Regions from separate parts of the Mus musculus genome. Here all the other regions are linked to region 3. Evidence: chromatin contacts called from public promoter capture Hi-C data. All regions are on one chromosome and are shown on one strand. Each heading gives the region's core, a stretch centred on a gene start, on an enhancer-like site or on the middle of the called end of the contact. The rest is flanking DNA. Distances are from core to core; before and after follow the strand shown. Region 1 holds the start of Antxr2 (anthrax toxin receptor 2). Region 2 holds the start of Prdm8 (PR domain containing 8). Region 3 overlaps 4930467D21Rik (RIKEN cDNA 4930467D21 gene). Region 4 holds the start of Fgf5 (fibroblast growth factor 5).

Region 1 (2,700 bases), core at 69-2,568, 620 kb after region 3:
CTTAATGGCAAACATTTCTTCAGTTTTAAAAGGCGCATGATGGGGGGTGGAGGTCGGGGGTCAGGGATAGGGGGCGGGGACTGACTCCCCTCTTCAAAGTTAAGTGTGCTTGTTCATGTCCATGTTCAGAGCTGAAACTTTAGTGTTTGGGCTGAATCAAGGAAACCAGGAAGACCACACTTCTTGGGGGGGGGGGGGGGGACACTTGCTTTGTACTGTTTAGAGAGAGACCTGGCTTTTCAAAATAAAAACACAAGCCCTCATTTCTCAGGAAATGCAAGCCACATTGGGTATATTAAGGCTTTCCCCCCCCCCCCCTGGCTCCCAGTGTGATCAGGATAAAATTAGGCAAACTTTAGAATGTCCGTGGGGGTCTAGGGGGAGTATGATAAAGAGGCACAAAAGTTCCTGGGAGGAAACGAGCTGCAGGTGGCCACACTACCGTTTCCCAAAAGATTCCAGGACAAAAAAAGCACTGCACGCCTCTCCTTTGGAGAACCAAGTAGCCCTGGAGTCTCGCAGCCCCTATTCCTGTACAGCTAATGAGCTTGCCTTTGAAAGGAGTCAGCCACATGCACACTAGGGAGAGTTCCCTCGTCGCCTCCCCCAGAATCCAAACACATCTCAACTTCAGTCCTAGCTGATTCAGAGCTGCCCTCCCCCCAGGAGACCCTGACCCCACAGTCCTCCTTCACTCACTTGTCCAGTACGAAGTACAAATCGAAGGCTTTTTTGCAAGAGGGCTGCTCCTGGGCTTGCAGCAACGACCCCGGACCGCCCACAGCCAACAACCACAGGCCAGGGAACAGCCAGCTCCCAGGGCTGCGCGCCCGGGACCGACCGGCCACCATCCTGTGGCCGGGGCCCGGCAGCTCTCTCTGGCTCACAGTCCCTTGGGCTCGGGGTTCTGGGCTCCGGGCTTCACAGAGCAGAGACGTGAAAGAGGCGGAGTCACCGGGGACTCGCCCGGGGGTCAGAGGCTGAGCGGGGCTGGGATGCCCTCTCCAAGCTCAGAGCCACCCAACAGCTGCCACTGAGGAGAGAGAGCGAGGTCCTGGGAGGACAAAGAGAGTCTCCGCAGCCGCCACAGCTGCCGCCGGAACTCTGGGCAAATCCCAGTGGACAGAGTCCAGTTCTCCCACTCCGGATTCCGGAGAGTTGCTGCAGACAATGAGGCCCGCAGCGACAGCTCTCGGGACAAGTTCCTCGCCTCCCGCTGAGTCTCCGGCGCCCACCCGGGAGCAGAAAGGCTGGCGTCTAGCTGCGGTGGTGAGCTGCGGGACAGGCACCCGCGGACCCCACGATCGCCGCGGGAACTCAGCCGAGTCCTCCTCTTCCGCCTCTCTTCCTCGGACCGCCCAACTCCTCGCGGCACTTTATAACTTTCTTCCCTGCCCCAACCTGGCGCCGCGCCGCGCGGGGCGAGCCTCTGCAGCCCGGGATGCTAAGCACCCGGGGGAGCGGCAGGCCGCCGGGCACCTCAGGCCTGGGGGGTGGGAGTGGGCGCTGACCGGTCTGCTCGTGCGAGCCCGAGGGCGGGGCGCCGGGAGGAAGCCCGACGAGCCACACAAGCACACTTGAGGGTTCGTGCTGAGCAGCGGATGACTAACGCCTGCCAGATTTCGGAAGGGAGAGAGGAGTTCTGAAAAACAAACGTCCTCTAGATACTAAACATATCCAACTCTCCCGCAAGCCTGGCCCGGCCTGTTTTCCCCAGCTGTGCTGGAACGGCCCTCCGCGTGGTTTAGAGACTCAGGACCAGCTGTCTCCTGGATAGTGACGGCCTTATGCCTCATCCCTCCGCACCTTTCATCCATCACACACCGACCTAGTGACGCAGGATTTAAGGTTTAAGAAAGGGGACTTCCTCTTTTCTTTCTCTTTTTTTTTCTATTTGATAATTTTTCCATTTTTCATTAATTCTGAGAGTTTCATGCGACGTGTACTGATCATATATATTTTTCACACACACACACCCAACACCTCCCTACCCCTAACTCCTCTGAAATCAACCCTCACCTCCCTACACACACCTCAACTTCGTGTCCCTTTTGTCAAGAACCCATAGACTCCAATTTGAGCAGTCTATATACTCCTGGTCCACGTGGGGACCATTCAATGGAGTAGGTTTAGCCTTCAAAGAACCACACCCTTAAAGAAAACCATAGCCCCACTCGGAAGCCTTCTACTGTGCATAGCTCCAGGGTGACCGGTGGGATTTCATTAAAAAAAAAAAAAAAAAAAAAAAGTTTCCCACTCCATGCTAGCAGGTTGACTGGCTTGATCTTCTGAGGATATTGTGCGACAACCTCAGCGGCTGTGTGTTCATGCATGCAGCAATCCCGTCATGCCCAGAGGCCAGCGCTGAGCTGTAGTGCCCCTGACCTAGAGTTCTGTGAATCTTTTCACTCACCTTACTCCCACCCTTTGTGGATTGTCCTGGAACGTTAAGGAGGGCTTGTGATTTGTATGTCCCATTTGTGGCTGGGCAATCCACGAGCATTTATTCTCTTCGATTTGACCATTTGTGGGTTTGTGCATTAACCACCATCCCCTGCACTGAGAAACTTGTCTGATGAGGTCTCAGAGTTGCGCTGGCTGATCTACAAGTAGAGAGACATGAATTCAGAGGGTCGTTTGCTTTGATGTCCATTTATTTGACATCAAAGTAATAGGTTCATTCCTGTGGCCCATGAGCAC
Region 2 (2,700 bases), core at 118-2,617, 760 kb after region 3:
CCGTAAAGATTATACTGTCAGCTGCTCTTTGCCAACCCTCATATGCTCACTCTGAGAGGCAAGGACAGAGATTGTCTCCTCCTTAAATTCTGGCCCTGACTCCTGCCCTTTAGCGAGTAAACTATACAATTGGATTTATACTCAACCTGACCTATTGCTCAATTGAATTCCGGGAGAGTGGGGGTAGGAATTGAGGGATTGCCTGCGCCACTCAAAGGCCTTTCTTTCCTTAGGAATAGAAAGCCTACCAGAGAAAAACAGCCAGAGAGCCCCTAGCGTCATTGTTTTGTGGCCCCCGCAGAAGGAGAAAACTCTCTGGCTGTCAAAGACCTCAAGTCATTAGCATCAGCTGCCGCTCCAGAGGACAAGCCAGCGCCTCTAAGTGGCTTAGCGCACAAACGAGACTCCCGAGACAGCCTCACTCCTGTGATTCGGTCCACTCCTCCATCAACGGCTGGATGTGAAAGGCTCTTGAGAGTCCTTCTCAGTAATTTTTTTTTTAACTTTGAACCATCCTTTCTGTATCATGAGGTCTTAGAATCCTGGCCGCCATTATGGGACCCCCTTGGGAACCACAAAATACAGAGAGAGCACAGAAGGTGAAAAGCTTTAACACCTGAGTCCAATGACCTAGGCTTTTCCCAGCAACGCCCTCCTAGCCCATATCCACGCACAGACCCTTGTTCTGGGACCTAAAAACAGCCGAAGTCCCTTTAGGTGTCTGGCAGCATTCCAGACTTATCTTCTTACCCCATCCCATTGGATGGGAGATGGCTAGCCGAGTTCCCACCAAATCATACCCCCTGTCGCCAGTATTTACACGGGAGTCTCTGCTAGGTGGCATGAATGCATTTTAAGGAAGTCTGTTTGTCACCTCCTAGGCCACTAGCTTCACAGATCAGCGGCAGTCAATGGCCAAAGAATCCCGCGGGGCAAATTCTCACCCTCCTTTTGGGGGAGCAGGGACATACCACTCAAACTCTAGGGACATATGCAAGTAGTTCACGCGCTGGCAACATAGCCAATTCAACTCCTTGTCCTACGTCCTCTGAGTGCCCAGCAAAACGGAAAAGAACCGCTCTGCTCCTTCTGACACCTTCCTTCCTGAGCCCGAAACGGATTTTGCCAACCCAGGTGTCCCAGAGGGACCCAGCTGCAGGAGAAGGCAGGCCAGGATGCTCTCGGGGAGGCTATGCCACTTCGGGAAGGAGCTTAGGATCTGCCTAGCGCGGGCAGTCCAGAAAAACCAGGCTTGTGGCGCCGGAGGGATCTCCCAGACCGGCAAGAGTTAAAGGGAGGGGACGTGGGCTGTCACGCGTCATTGGGCAGATTATGTGCAGCAAACAAAAAGTGTGTGTCTGCGTGCCAGTCAGTCATTGCATCGGGTCCATCTGTACAACTCTCTCTCTCTCTCTCTCTCTCTCTCTCTCTCTCTCTCTCTCCTAATCTATCTGCATCTCTCTTCTCTCTTTGGACAGAACCCACAAGACTGACACCGACACCTCTTGACATGGAGATACACTAATGTAATAGGCAGGAAGGAACACTGGCTTGCACCCCGTTGGTTCCAGGTGGCCTTATTTGGGCGACTCGGTCCTGACCTTATTTCTGGTAAGTCTATTTGCTTTGACCTGGGAGGGGGATGGGAAGAGGACAGGTTGAGTACAAGGAGTGAAAAAATTGTCCCCCTTTTCCTCGTTATCTAGAAGATAGGAGGGAAACGACGCGGAATGTTGTTTCCACTGCCAATAAGATTATACAAAGGGAGGAGCGGGTAGGAGCACTTTTCTGGAGAAGCTAGGGACTGGGGAGCTCGCGGCTGCCAGACAATGCCAGCCCGGAGTGGAGGGAGAGCATCCGGCAGTAGCGACCGGCTTTCAGCGAGCCCAGCTGGCTCTGAGTTTCCCAGGAGGATCTGCGAAGGAAGAGAACCCGGGCCTAGGGATGGGCGTAGGACTGTGAAAGGCTAGATACTATAAAGCCCGGGGTCCTGCCTATCGCTATTGTGGCTGATTTGCGTCAAGGCGGCCACCGAGGCAGCATGGACCGCTATTAGCCCGGCTGTGGGACCTTTTCGCTGTATTGTTAGATAGAACTGCATTTTAATGACTGAGTCCCTGCTGTTGCCAAAGTGGAGGGCGATCTCCTGTCACAATAAAAAGCTTCTGTGAAGAATACTTTCAAACGCGAGGCAGAAATCAAGGTACAAACCGTTGAAATGTAGGCAACTGGGAAGAGAAAGAGGGTTTATACTGAAAGGGAGCTGAGAGAACCTGTATTCTGCAACGTATTTGACTTGCAATTGGAAATCAGAAGGGGACAGGACGAGTGCAGAAACAGAAAGTAGTATCATAAACTTTCTATGTTGTGGCTATTTTTCTTATTCCCACTGTCTGGAAAATATACTTGCCATTTGGGGCATATGGGAGAACGAATAGGAAAGGGGCTAGCCAAAGTTACAGGCATTGCATTTTCTTACATTTGTATGGCAATTGGCTAGTGGATGTTGATTTAAACAAAATACACATCGCCTATATTTTTCTTTAATGAGAAGCTAGCTGAACAAGAAAAGAGTAAGATCGGTTTTCCCCACGGCCACTTAAGGTATATAAATACAGAGACAATCACTGTCACTGGTGAAACTGCTAGGGAAAAACCAACTTAGAGGAATTGTTAGATTTCCCCAAGAAAAATGGCATG
Region 3 (2,700 bases), core at 168-2,667:
CTTCAGTCCCAGCACTCAGGAGGCAGAGGCATGGCACCTAAGGCTGCATTTTGAGGCCCTGTTTTTTGTTTTTGTTTTGTTTTGTTTTTAAAAGCCTCTGTCTAAGAGAAAGTCAGCTATAGCAGAAGAACATGTCATGTAACCACAAAAATACGCCCGCTCGGTGTTAATTATATTTTCTTGCATAAATGTATTCGTATGTATGATTTACACATGCACACATACTCATGGTGTTTCTAGATGTAAGAGATTATACAGGTTTAAGTAGTAAACTTGGGGGGTTAGAAATATTAAATAGCATTTGGACTTTTGAGGATTTAGGGACTTCTCCATCTTTGAATTTCTTTATGTGAAAATAGATGAGTGCTTTGAGGTAGAAACTGGACTTGTATACCTTCAGCTACATTTTCTTAGCCTGGCCTTTTTACCTTGAAACATAAGTGAGAGATGTATGCATATAGGTTTCAGTAATCTGGGTAGAAGGAAAGTTTCCCTATGTTGCATTTTATATTCCATATTTTAAGCAATACACAATAAGTGTTTGTGTTGCTCTTACAGTATTTGAAACATTCATTTTTATTAATGTTTAATATTAAAAGAAAATACTAGTCTTGATGAGAAATAAAGATAAGTTGTTGAGGTCAAAATGCCTGTTGTACTCTTCTAAATATATCACATTTGTTACATACCATGACCATGAGGCAGTAGACAGGTTAGTCAGGATTGCTATTATAGAATCACTTGTAGGAGACATATTTCTATGCATTATCACAAATAATTGATTTTGTTAAGAATAATGAATGTGTGTGTGTGTGTGTGTGTGTTTCCAGAGACAGTGTCTCCCTGCTCTAGCTGACATGGAATATATCTGGTCAGGAACTTGCTTTATAGACCAGGCTGGTCTTGAACTCTGAGATTTCTTCATGCTCTATGTATGTGTAGATAGATAGATAGATAGATAGATAGATAGATAGATAGATAGATAGACATCTGGTCAGGAACTTGCTTTATAGACCAGGCTGGCCTTGAACTCTGAGATTTCTTCATGCTCTATGTATGTGTAGATAGATAGATAGATAGATAGATAGATAGATAGATAGATAGGTAGGTAGGTAGATAGGTAGATAGGTAGATAGGTAGATAGGTAGATAGATAGATAGATAGATAGATAGATAGATAGATAGATGCACACACACACACATTAATCCCCCGGTATATATGGCACTCAGTTTTTTGAGAAACTATATGAAAACAGGGATACATCTTAGTATGTACTCCTCCCATGAAATCCTACATGGATCCCTAGACCCATACTTGCTGCACTGTATTTTCTCAGCTCCAGTGGAGCAGAGCAAGTATCTAGCAAGCTCAGTGTCGCTGTGGGATCGGCCCCACGTGACTATGTGTGGGATCAGCATGATCGGCTGTCACTGGTTTCACTGACATCTGTCCCCACAGTGAGACAAGCTGCAACATGAATTATTGAAGACATACACATGCAGATCTGTGTCACGACTATGCCAAATAATACATTTTGCCACACTCTTGAGAGCTGAAAAGAGGCATGGTTGACATCATCCTTAACCCCTCTGACAATCTGCTACCACAGTACCGATTAAAATGAAACTCATGGCTATGGCACTCTGTGACAGGCTGCATCTCAGATACACATGAAAACACCCCACCCCTTAGAGAGCTTTTATCTTCCCCATTTTAGCAGCTATTTGCCACGTGCTTTGAATATGCTCACTTTAAAAAGTCTTTCTTGCACTAGATCATTAATATCCCATATTTAAATGATAAAAACAAATAATCGCATTTGTACAGTGACTTGAGTTTTGCAGTACAGTGTACATTATGTTATCTAGGAAGTCTCTGTAATTAGAGTATCTTGGAGCAGCTCATAAAATTACAAATATTTAGGTCAATAATATCTTTTTAAGTTGTGGCAGAGCTTAGACAATGTGCTTAATAGTCTTACTAGTTAGGAAGTATTTACTATTTAAGGATCTGTCTTTTGAATACTTTGTGCTGTATATATGAGCTGCCATAGAATAATGGCCCCCAATTCACTCCACTATGCATATAGGACCCAGTTATTTCTGGTGCAGGTATTCTTACATGTGTGTAAGAATATATCTGTATTAACACTTAGATGGCATATATTTAAACTCATATAGCAAATTACTTTTCTACTACTAATGGTGCCACGTTATAAATTTCCCAGATATAAGCTGTCTGGCCTTAAGGAAGCTGCTCACCCTCTCCCTGTCTCAGTTTTACCATTATGAGAGCATAACACGCTTGCCTATTAAGTGGCACTGCCTCATAGACAGAATGAAGCACTATTAGTTTGACAAATTCAGAGCTGGAGTGCCTGCTCCCTGTATCAGGCATTAACAGCAGCCAATAGCTGTTATAATGCCTTGTTTGCCTGTTACAGTGGCAAGGTCTCCTTGAAAAAAAACAAAGCAAGAAGATTTTTCTAGCACTGTTTCTCCCTTGCTATCCCCACCCCCACCCCCCACTTTTTCTTTTTAATTCTCACTTGGGGTCAGTCACATGGTGGCTGTGACTTTTAGAAATACATTTATGGTAAGGTGCTGGGAAGGAAGTTGAGCGACCCTTTCCTATGTACTCTCAAGATTCAGCACTTGTTGAGAATGGGCCAACTAGCTGCTTCAGTCCTGTGAGTTGTCT
Region 4 (2,700 bases), core at 190-2,689, 840 kb after region 3:
CCATCTCGCCAGCCCCGGAAGTGACTCTTCAAATGGACCCTTTGGAAGGAAACTGGTGTTGTTCTCAAAGTTCAGTGCTGTCCTGTGAGAGATTTGTGCTGTGGTGCACACCAGGGGCACCGAGCCTCAGGTCACAATCTTTTGTGTTGGATATTCCTTTTACTCCCTTTGGCGATTTCCTGTGTTGATCAGGTGACTGGCTATCAGCTGCCTTGTCCCCAATCCACGGAAGATTTGCAATTCTGAAAACAAATCTACATCTGTTTTATAGGTTTTCACTATGAAGATAGGAAGCCTGAAGCAGATACTCAGTAATTAATAAAGTCATGTCTTAACATCTCGCATGATTGATGCGAGTTGACCCCATTGGGCGGCTTCATTGACTTTTCATTTTAAGTGACCAATGAGTGATATATCATAGTGTAGTTTAAAGTTTCAAATATGTTTTCAGACAGAAATATTCCAAGAATGCAAGTCAGGTATATTTCTCAGATAAATAACAGCCCCAGCATTACGTACGGGGAAATTCTTCCTTCTCAGGTTTCCCTAGGTTGAGATTCAGGGGCCTGTCATTAATCATTCATTAGGGTCGGTCCTCCAGTCAATGGAAGTTGAAGAGAGCTGTTGGCTAACTCCTCCAGGCAACGGATCATGGGGTCAGAGAGGACAACTGGGCAGTCCTGGTGTTCAGACTCAATTCATCCTTGCCTGGAGTTCAAGTGTGTCTGGTGTGTGTGTGTGTGTGTGTGTGTGTGTGTGTGTGTGTGTATGTTCGAGGGCGTTCACCTGTTCCAACACAGACATGGGTTTTCCTGAAGAAAAAGCTGGACACGTCGTGCATCCACAGAGTTTCTTAGAGGGCAGCCTGAGACCTGGCATAACAATTCAGGGTGGCTCTCTAGTGGAGAAATAAACGCACACCTTAGTTCTTTAATAAATCAATAACAGCGAGAAACCAGTCTTCTCTCCCACCCTGGGCCACCCCAAAACCTTCCCAAGTTCTGCTGCCAATCAGTTTTTGGTTCCCTTCGGAAAGTGGTTCCCAGGCTCCAGATGGCAGGGGCCAGCAACCTGGAATGCGGGTGCTGGGTAAAGAGTGAGTTGGCTGGGACACATGTGACCACAGAGGACGGGAACCCATGCCCACGTTGCCGTCCGTCCGTGCCCCTTGCGTGGAGAGCAGCGCGCGCGGAGCCGATTCCGGAGCCGCTGGCTCGGGCAGGGGGTGGGGTGACTGGGTGGCTCTTGACAACCGCTGGGTTGCATGACCCGTGCACGGTCGCAGCCAGCGTCCCGGGGGCAGCTTCTGAGGGCGAGACACCTCCTCCCACTCCCGGGATCGCATCTCCCTCCTCCTTCACACCCCCGCCCCCGGGACCGCGGCGCTCCCTCCCCGTACCGGCCGTGAGTACACAAAGCGGCGGGTGAGGGGAAGCTTCGCAGGCGTGCACGGAGCAGTGAGATCACTGGCGTTATAAATATCCCGGTGCCAGCGCCGAGATCCGCTCGGGTGGCCTCTCTCTCTCCCCCTCTCCCTCTCCCTTCCCCGAGGCTATGTCCACCCTGTGCGGCGAGGGAGGCAGCGCCAGAGGCACGCAGCCGCGCGGGGGCTACGGAGCCCGGAGCCAGCCCTGCAAGATGCACTTAGGACCCCCGCGGCCGGAAGAATGAGCCTGTCCTTGCTCTTCCTCATCTTCTGCAGCCACCTGATCCACAGCGCTTGGGCTCACGGGGAGAAGCGTCTCACTCCCGAAGGGCAACCCGCGCCTCCTAGGAACCCGGGAGACTCCAGCGGCAGCCGGGGCAGAAGTAGCGCGACGTTTTCTTCGTCTTCTGCCTCCTCACCAGTCGCAGCTTCTCCGGGCAGCCAAGGAAGCGGCTCGGAACATAGCAGTTTCCAGTGGAGCCCTTCGGGGCGCCGGACCGGCAGCCTGTACTGCAGAGTGGGCATCGGTTTCCATCTGCAGATCTACCCGGATGGCAAAGTCAATGGCTCCCACGAAGCCAGTGTGTTAAGTAAGTTGCTCACTCTCCAACAAAACCTGTTCTGGGAGGGACGGTCAAGATTCCTTTGGGCCACAGGCACCTCTAGGAGCCCTAGCGTCTGGGACTCTGCTGGTTCTGGAAAGAGTCCGGTAGGGTTTCGTGGAGATGCGTCTACTCAGAGCGAGCAGACGCACCCTTCTGTCTTGGGTAGTAAGCATGGGTAAGCCCAGGTGAGGTTACCGAGGTGAGACAGGCAGCTCTTTTCCAGAATGCCCGGGCCGAAAAGACTAGCCACCCACTCTAGCTGGAGAAGAAAAAAAAATAATAATAATAATGAAAGAAGTAACAATCTTTCTCCTGGTACAATTTCTTTCTACTTATGAACTAGAACCGCATTTTTCTTTAAGCGTTAAGTATATCTCTATTCCCTGTACATAATTTACGTTTATGAAAAGAACCCATCTGAGTACTTCCATTCTCCAACTACAAATATCCTATATATCCCATATTATGTTTGTTTATTAATATCTCTATGTAACTCCGAATGCTTAGGTATCTTTCACACGAATACATACATATGTAGATACATACATGCGTACATAAGCGCGCGCGCACACCAACTACACAGGTCTACGTAGAATTTACGTGTACATGCGTTTTGGAAGGGCAAAGTTCTGCTTGCAAGAAAGCAACATGATCTGGAAAACCGGACAG

Evidence for each region. Promoter capture Hi-C pulls out the DNA fragments that hold promoters and counts their contacts.
Region 1: a contact with region 3 is called in a promoter capture Hi-C map of hippocampal neurons, with 2.8 times the contacts expected there. The contact joins the promoter of Antxr2 here to the enhancer-like site in region 3. A contact is called at or near these places in 5 of 39 promoter capture datasets (the 3T3-L1 cell line, the C10 cell line, hippocampal neurons and 2 more), 1 of 115 datasets of contacts at active chromatin or transcription factors (large pre-B cells) and 1 of 9 other capture datasets (pancreatic islet).
Region 2: a promoter capture Hi-C map of hippocampal neurons shows a contact between it and region 3, with 14 times the contacts expected there. The contact joins the promoter of Prdm8 here to the enhancer-like site in region 3. A contact is called at or near these places in 8 of 39 promoter capture datasets (the 3T3-L1 cell line, 3T3-L1-derived adipocytes, the C10 cell line and 3 more), 1 of 15 datasets of contacts at CTCF or cohesin (pro-B cells), 4 of 484 Hi-C or Micro-C datasets (the C10 cell line, cerebellar granule neurons, cerebellum and 1 more), 9 of 115 datasets of contacts at active chromatin or transcription factors (astrocytes, differentiating embryonic stem cells, embryonic basal ganglia and 6 more) and 1 of 9 other capture datasets (liver).
Region 4: a promoter capture Hi-C map of hippocampal neurons shows a contact between it and region 3, with 3 times the contacts expected there. The contact joins the promoter of Fgf5 here to the enhancer-like site in region 3. A contact is called at or near these places in 5 of 39 promoter capture datasets (the 3T3-L1 cell line, hippocampal neurons, liver and 1 more), 1 of 115 datasets of contacts at active chromatin or transcription factors (embryonic forebrain) and 1 of 9 other capture datasets (embryonic stem cells).

What each region holds. Positions count from the first base shown.
Region 1 is chr5:98,029,699-98,032,398 of GRCm38.p6, forward strand. It overlaps Antxr2 (anthrax toxin receptor 2), which reads right to left and starts at 1,319. Exons shown (of 17, transcript NM_133738.2): 1 at 700-1,319. The coding sequence starts at 851. It also overlaps Gm42759.
Region 2 is chr5:98,179,502-98,182,201 of GRCm38.p6, forward strand. Prdm8 (PR domain containing 8) reads left to right here and starts at 1,368. Exons shown (of 4, transcript NM_029947.2): 1 at 1,368-1,611.
Region 3 is chr5:97,414,539-97,417,238 of GRCm38.p6, forward strand. All of the region lies in intron 2 of 4930467D21Rik (RIKEN cDNA 4930467D21 gene), which reads left to right. Among named protein-coding and RNA genes, the nearest start is that of 4930467D21Rik, 23 kb to the left of the region's middle. Within about 2 kb of position 1,418, at least 25 of the 459 cell types and tissues checked have an H3K27ac peak or open chromatin away from gene starts, as enhancers often do. A contact at or near this core is called in cerebellum, embryonic basal ganglia, hippocampal neurons and 1 more, where this site is marked.
Region 4 is chr5:98,252,745-98,255,444 of GRCm38.p6, forward strand. It overlaps Fgf5 (fibroblast growth factor 5), which reads left to right and starts at 1,440. Exons shown (of 3, transcript NM_010203.5): 1 at 1,440-2,016. The coding sequence starts at 1,668.